Regions from separate parts of the Mus musculus genome. Here region 2 is linked to region 1. Evidence: chromatin contacts called from public HiChIP or PLAC-seq data. All regions are on one chromosome and are shown on one strand. Each heading gives the region's core, a stretch centred on a gene start, on an enhancer-like site or on the middle of the called end of the contact. The rest is flanking DNA. Distances are from core to core; before and after follow the strand shown.

What was found. HiChIP or PLAC-seq counts read pairs in DNA pulled down with a chosen protein or histone mark.
Region 2: a contact with region 1 is called in a BATF HiChIP or PLAC-seq map of CD8 T cells, with 28 read pairs. The contact joins the promoter of Lancl3 here to the enhancer-like site in region 1. A contact is called at or near these places in 5 of 39 promoter capture datasets (the 3T3-L1 cell line, HPC-7-derived erythroid cells and liver), 1 of 15 datasets of contacts at CTCF or cohesin (CD8 T cells), 49 of 484 Hi-C or Micro-C datasets (the AML12 cell line, B cells, the BV-2 cell line and 28 more) and 8 of 115 datasets of contacts at active chromatin or transcription factors (CD8 T cells, effector CD8 T cells, embryonic fibroblasts and 5 more).

The regions. Positions count from the first base shown.
Region 1 is chrX:9,138,237-9,141,290 of GRCm38.p6, reverse strand. No RefSeq gene overlaps it. Among named protein-coding and RNA genes, the nearest start is that of 4930402K13Rik, 35 kb to the right of the region's middle. Within about 2 kb of position 1,575, at least 17 of the 459 cell types and tissues checked have an H3K27ac peak or open chromatin away from gene starts, as enhancers often do. A contact at or near this core is called in CD8 T cells, the HL-1 cell line, Th1 cells and 2 more, where this site is marked.
Region 2 is chrX:9,198,103-9,201,374 of GRCm38.p6, reverse strand. Lancl3 (LanC lantibiotic synthetase component C-like 3 (bacterial)) reads right to left here and starts at 1,402. Exons shown (of 5, transcript NM_173414.3): 1 at 573-1,402. The coding sequence starts at 1,145.

The DNA of each region.
Region 1 (3,054 bases), core at 326-2,825:
CACATTAGGTGGCACACCATGCTGGTTTGTCTAGAAGTTGCAATGATAGTTTTAACATTTGTTTAAGTAGAGTCTTCCAGGTGTTTTTGTAGGATAATTTTAGCAGAACATGAAAAGCAAAGAAGTCTACATGGAAGGCGATTGCTCCAACTACTGTAGACCTGATCTATTTACCTAGACCTTGGGCATAAACTGTGGTTTAAGTTCTTATAGAATGCAATGTAGTTTAAACCTCAGCTTTTGAAGTTCCTTTAGGCCTCTGTTTCTCTCCAGATATTATAGTATGCAATATTTATATGATATAAATATTTGAAGGATCCCAATTGTCTTTTTTAGTAAGTAATTATTATGTAGCTATTCTTTTCCCTACAAGGACTCACAGAATATTACCTCAAAATCTAAATCACATGAGTCAGATGCCATCAGAACCAGAGAGAATTATTGATAAGTTTCAAGGACAGTTGTTTACCAAATTCAAATGTGTTTGCTCATATGACAGGCAATAATAGTGACTGCCAGGAATTTATTTCCAAAGGCTTTGTCTACGGTTCCACTGTCTTGCCCTTTCTTATGCTGAGGTAACTAAGTAGATGAGGTCTAAACTTGAAAGACAAAGTTGTACTGGGCAGGCAGACTTGTAATGCCACCTCATAGGAAGGTTGAGGTGGAAGGATCACAAGTTCCAGTCCTGCCTGAACTACAGAAGGAGTTCAAAGCCAGTCTGAGCAACTCAGTGAAACATTTTCTTAAAACAAAAAGAGGTATAGGGATATAGTTCAGTATTAGATTCCTTGGCGCCAGTCTTGAGTTTAATCTCCAGTACTACAACTAAGTGAAACACAGGGCTATAGCTATCTGCCTCAGGGGAGTCAGCCTACTCCAGTGAAGTTCTTACTTGCTCTGTGTGTGCCCCTACCCGCTGATCTTTCTCCAACCAATCAAGAATACAGGTTTGTTTGTTTGTTTGAAGTTTCTTTGGGTTGGTGGGAATATTCATTTTATACTAGAATAGAAAAAGAAAGGTCAAGTCACAAAACACATACAAAGCCTTAGGAATAGGAACTTAGGAAAAGGAACAAATAGGAAATTCCAACCGCCTTGGGAGCTGGTCCAAACCTAGGAATAATAGGGTGAAATTATAGGAAGCAGTCTGTTTACAAACATTTCCAGATCTGCTTTTCAAACTTCAAAGGGATTTAGTGAGGAATTCCTGTTGGGTATAGAGTGCCTCACACAGTTTAGAGTGTCATGATTGGAAAGGGCTTTTATTAGTGAAGAACTCGCTAGCTGCCTTAGGTTCTCAATTAGAAATTAGAGTGTCCTTAGAGAATTCAGTCTTCTGGTTGAGTCAATAGAAGTTAGCTTCAAAGCAAGTGACAATAACATACTTGAACTGGCGATGATCAAGCTCATGTGTGTGGAATCGGAGCTCACAGATGAAATAAATCCTTGGGCCTCATAGGGCTTTGAGCTAGAAAGGGATTCTTTATCAAAAACTTGCCTAGACTGAGTCATTTCTATTACTTTCTGTCATTTCACCCTACACATTGACTTCCTGTCTGTTTTCTCTCTGACTCAGCCGCTCTTCTCATTTCCTGAGAAAAATGAGTCTGCTAGACCTGGGGGTGATGTGTGAGTGTGAGTTATCCTAAAAATAGATCCCAAGAAAAGGATTTGGATATAAGTAGCTTATTTGTTGTTGTTTTTTTCAATTTTCTGTTGATTCACTTTACAACGTACTCACTGCCCCACCCCATTACCCCTGCCTACAATCCTCCTCTCCCTCCCCCCTCCCCTTTTCCTCTGAGAGGGTGCCACCCCCACCCTGGCACACAAGGGCAGACAAGGCAGCCTAAAGTGCTTATTTGATTGAGTGTTTATGTGTGTGTGGGGGGGGGGGCAGGTCCTAACCAATTACCATAGAATAAGTGGCTTACATAACAAATTCATTCCTCACATTTCTGAAAGGTGGAAGTCAGAGATCAGGGTGCCATTGTGCTTGGTTTTCAGACAGAATGTTTCCTGGTTTGGTGATGAAAGTACACTTGCTTTATCTTTGTATAACAGAAAATAAAGTGAAAGGCATTAAGCTCTTTCCTGTCTCACAGAGACACTCATGACCTAATCAGTACCCAAAGCTCCGTCTCCAAATGTCATCATACTGACATTTCTTGGCTTAACACCTAAGTTGCTCTAGCATTCTTCCATAGCCAGAAAATGTTATAAGTCAGAGGTAGACCCTTCAAGTAAGAGATCTATGGTAATATAGGTACAAGTCATTGTCTGCTGAAGTTTCAGTTTATATCCTGAGTAATCAAAGTTTCTCTGGATGGAGCGTTGACCATTAGACCTGACATTATAATTGGTGCTATAAGTAGATATATAGGGAAAGTGGGGTGTCCAGGAGGGAAGCAAAAGTCATCAACTCCAACACTGCAACAAGAGCTGTGTACAAAGCACTTTCCAAAGACAGGCATTGGCGCAAAACTGGTACCTTAAAATCTGACTGTCAGTGAGGAAAATTCTTAACAGGATGATTAATTTAAATGTTGTTTAGTAAGGTGAAAAGAATTCTAGATGCTTCTTTACTCACAAAGCATGCCTCAAGGATACATACTCTCATAATGGCTTTCTTATGTTCTGGATCTTTGCCTGGATCTGTTAAGTCTTACCATTGCCTCTTACATCAACCCTCTCCCAAGTCACTCCAGCTGCTGTCCCTTCAACCTCAGTCCCCTTTACCAGTTTGAAAATAGAGTAGCCTACAACCCCCAACAGTAGTTAGTGTGACCTCTGAGAGGGCAGAATAAGAACCAATAGTGAGATAGATTTCCTGATAGGCACACAGATGAGGAGAGAGAGCATAAGTAGATAACAAAGATGATGAACTGCCAAGATCACGGGCATTGCATTCACCCTCCTCACCAGAGACAAAAGCCTGGAAACTTAATATGAAACCTTTGACAGGCTTTTCCCCCCACCAGTAGGGACCGCCAGCTATGGACCTTTCTCACAAGTTCAAGGCCAGAACAGTATGTGTAATCCCAAACTCAT
Region 2 (3,272 bases), core at 153-2,652, 60 kb before region 1:
CTCCCTACAAGTTTCATTACTTTTTAAAGACTCTAATGTTCAAGGGCATTCTTGCTAGCACTGTTCAACAGAAAGAAAATAACTACCCTCCCCCCTTGTTTTTAAACACTCACTTTTAAGGGCCACAAGGTCAACCCCTAAAAAGCTATGGGGCGAAGAGGGATCTGGAGTGATGCCACAAACTTCACTGCAAAAAACAAAACAAAACAACACAAAACAGGAGTAAGGCAATGCCAGGTAATCCAACAAAAGGGGGGGGGGGAAGAGAGAAAAAGAAAGGGAGAGGGGGGAGGGAGAGAAGGAGAGAAGGAGGGAGGGAGGGAGGGAGGAAGGAAGGGAGAGGGAGAGAGAGAGAGAGAGAGAGAGAGAGAGAGAGAGAGAGAGAGAGAGAGAGAGAGAAAACACGGGCTGGGGGGGGGGGGGACAAGCACAGCGCACAAAGAAGTAACAAAGAAGTAACAAAGAGTGCAGGGCGGTGCTGCAGGCGTCGAGGAGTCCAGGCAAGCAGGACCCCGCGGGCGCGGGCGCGGGCAGCGGGCGAGCGCCCTCCGGCGGCCGGGATTGCGTCTTACCTCCTGGGCGAGCTTCTGCTTGAGCACGAGCGCGGCGCACAGGTAGCCGGCGCGACCCACGAACAGCTCGTCGGAGCCACAGTCCAGGAAGGAGACCGGCGCGCAGACGGCGCACAGAGCCCGGAACTTGCCGAGGGGCTGCACGTAGTCGGGGCGGCCCAGGGCGTGGTAGACCAGCGTGGCCACCGCATACACGCCCGCGCCCCCGAGCAGAAAGGCAGCACGGGTGTCCGCGTCCGTCTCGCCCCACTCCTCGGCGCGGAGGCACGCGTCGATGAGGCGCTTGGCGAAGCGCAGGTAGCGCTCCCGGGCGGCGGCGAAGAGCGGGCTCTGGGAGACGTGGTAGAGCATGTAGGCCACCCCGGCCACGCCGCTGTACAGACCCCCCTGGCAGCTGCTGCCCGCGCCTGTCGCCCCCCGAGCCTCAGCGCCGCCCCCCAGCGGGGGCAGCTCCTGAAGAATGCGTTCGATGGTGGAGGTGACCAAGGGCGCCACTGCCTCCTCGCACTGGCCCGCCAGCAGGCTGCCCTGGTAGTCATCGAAGCGGTTGGCGAAGCAGCGCTTGGTGTCCATGCTGTCGCCCGCGGGGTCCCGAATGTCGAGCTGGGCACCTTTGGAGGGCGCGCCCTGAAGCCCGGAGCAGTACCTCCTGCTCTCAGAGGCGCGCTCGCTCAGATGGCTGTGGATGAGGTGGTGGAGGATGGAGCGAGGAGGGTGAGACGGGAGGTGACAAGACGAGGCAGGCGCAAGGAGGGATCACGGAGCCAGTGGCCAAGTGGGACAACGAGCTGCCGCGAGGCTCCGGGGTGGCCCGAGGCAGAGCTAGGAATGCGTGTCACACGTTCCCCTCCCAGAGGCCGCGCCCTCTCCAAACCGCCCCCTCTTGCGCTGCCGCAGCTCTGAGGCTCTCCAAGGGGCCGAGGTGATCTCCTCAGGCAGGACCCACGCGGGGCCGCGCCACTCCTCCCGCTCCGCCCTCGGCTCCTCCCCTCCCTGCAGAAGGCCTGGGACGTGCAGGGCACGGATCAGGAATGCTGAGGCTGGCCGTTAGCACACCTGGCAGCAGAGGTGATGACTTCCAGTCCCCTGTGTCCTCAGAGTCTTTGCCTCAGTTCGGTGCCAGCAGCACCTGGAAGCGGCATTAAAAGAAAAAGAAAAAAGACCAACGCAGCACCGGGTGTTTCGTCTCAGACTTAACTGAATAGAAAGTCAGAGTATATACCAAGAGCCCTAGGTTATAAGCATCTTCAGTTAAGTTTGTGACGCCTCTGAACTAGACTAAAGTCCCAGATAATTGACAACTGGGCATCATCTTTCAAGCTCGGTCACAGTGGCGTTTTCATTCAAAGTGTCTCAGTATCAAGAGCAGCAGCACTGTGTGTGTGTGGAGGGGGGGGGGGGTAGCATGCTTTATGTTTTTAAAGGAAGAAGAAGTTCTTGGTGTTTGTCGCCTACTCTATTATTTTGCTTGGCGTACACAGGAATTAAAAACCCAAAGAACCACACTACATTTTGGAAGAGAGTGGCAACTCCCCTACCTCCACCTACCCCTGCTCTCTTCTTTCACTGATCCCTCATGGAATTAGAAAGAGACTAATAGACATCTTTAGATCATTAGCTAGTTAGTACACGGATAAAGCTGTCCCTCCTGTTTATCCTTCACAGAGATTATTCCCATTCTGCTCTCCTTTGTGCTTTGAAACTTAATAAGACAGTAACTACACAAGTTCCCAGACTGCTTAAGGTTCCACCTGAGTGGAAAAGACAGAAAACAAAACACATATGCTACTTTTCTTTCTTATGTTTAGGTCTTTTAAAATAATTCTTCCTTCCAAAAAGTATTGACTATTGAAGGCTGAAGAGGTATTTGTATTTTGAGAAACTGAAAACACAAGTGTAAGTTGTTCATAGGAAAGTTTTTGGCACTCTGTACAGAAAACTACTTCACTTGTTTTAAAGATCACTGCTGTTGGGAGCATATTTGCCACGAAAGTGTCAATGATTGCAATGTATGAAATAAATCATAATGATCCATTTTCAATCTGAGGTGTGTTTAGAGCTCATTAGAGAATCACGATTTAGCAGGAGGAACTAGGCCCCTGTCCATCTTAGTTGGCAGCTGGTGCTAGATGCTCTCTGTTCATCCTAAGGATGAAAAGTTACAGGAAGTTTGCTACATGGCTGCACCTATATATCAGATAAGGAGGGAATCAGGACTGGGAGAGTTTGGTCAGCAGATAAGAGCATTTGCTGCTCCTTCAAAGGTTCTGGGTTCAGTACCCAGCACCCACATAGTGACACATAACTGTCTTACTCCAGTTCTGGGGGATCCAACACCCTCTTCTGGCCTTTGGGAATGCTGGACACACGCGTAGTATACTTATCTACAGGTAGGCAAATACTTATACACACAAAATAAAATTTTAAAATATTTTAAGCAAAACAGAGCAAAAGGATGAAATCTCAAGCCTAGAAATAATTTAGACAAGGCTTTGCATCTTGAATCCATGGGATGGAAAATTTGGGAAAGGAAAAATACTGAAGAGCAGGGAGACTATACCTCCCTGAGGATCTCAGCAGGTGAGGAATTCAGGGGACAGAAAAAGTTAGTAGTAATAGAAAACTCAACATTTCACACCAAATGCATACACCAGCCATTTTTGCCTGACTTTGCAAGGTCATAAAATAAAATACTTTATT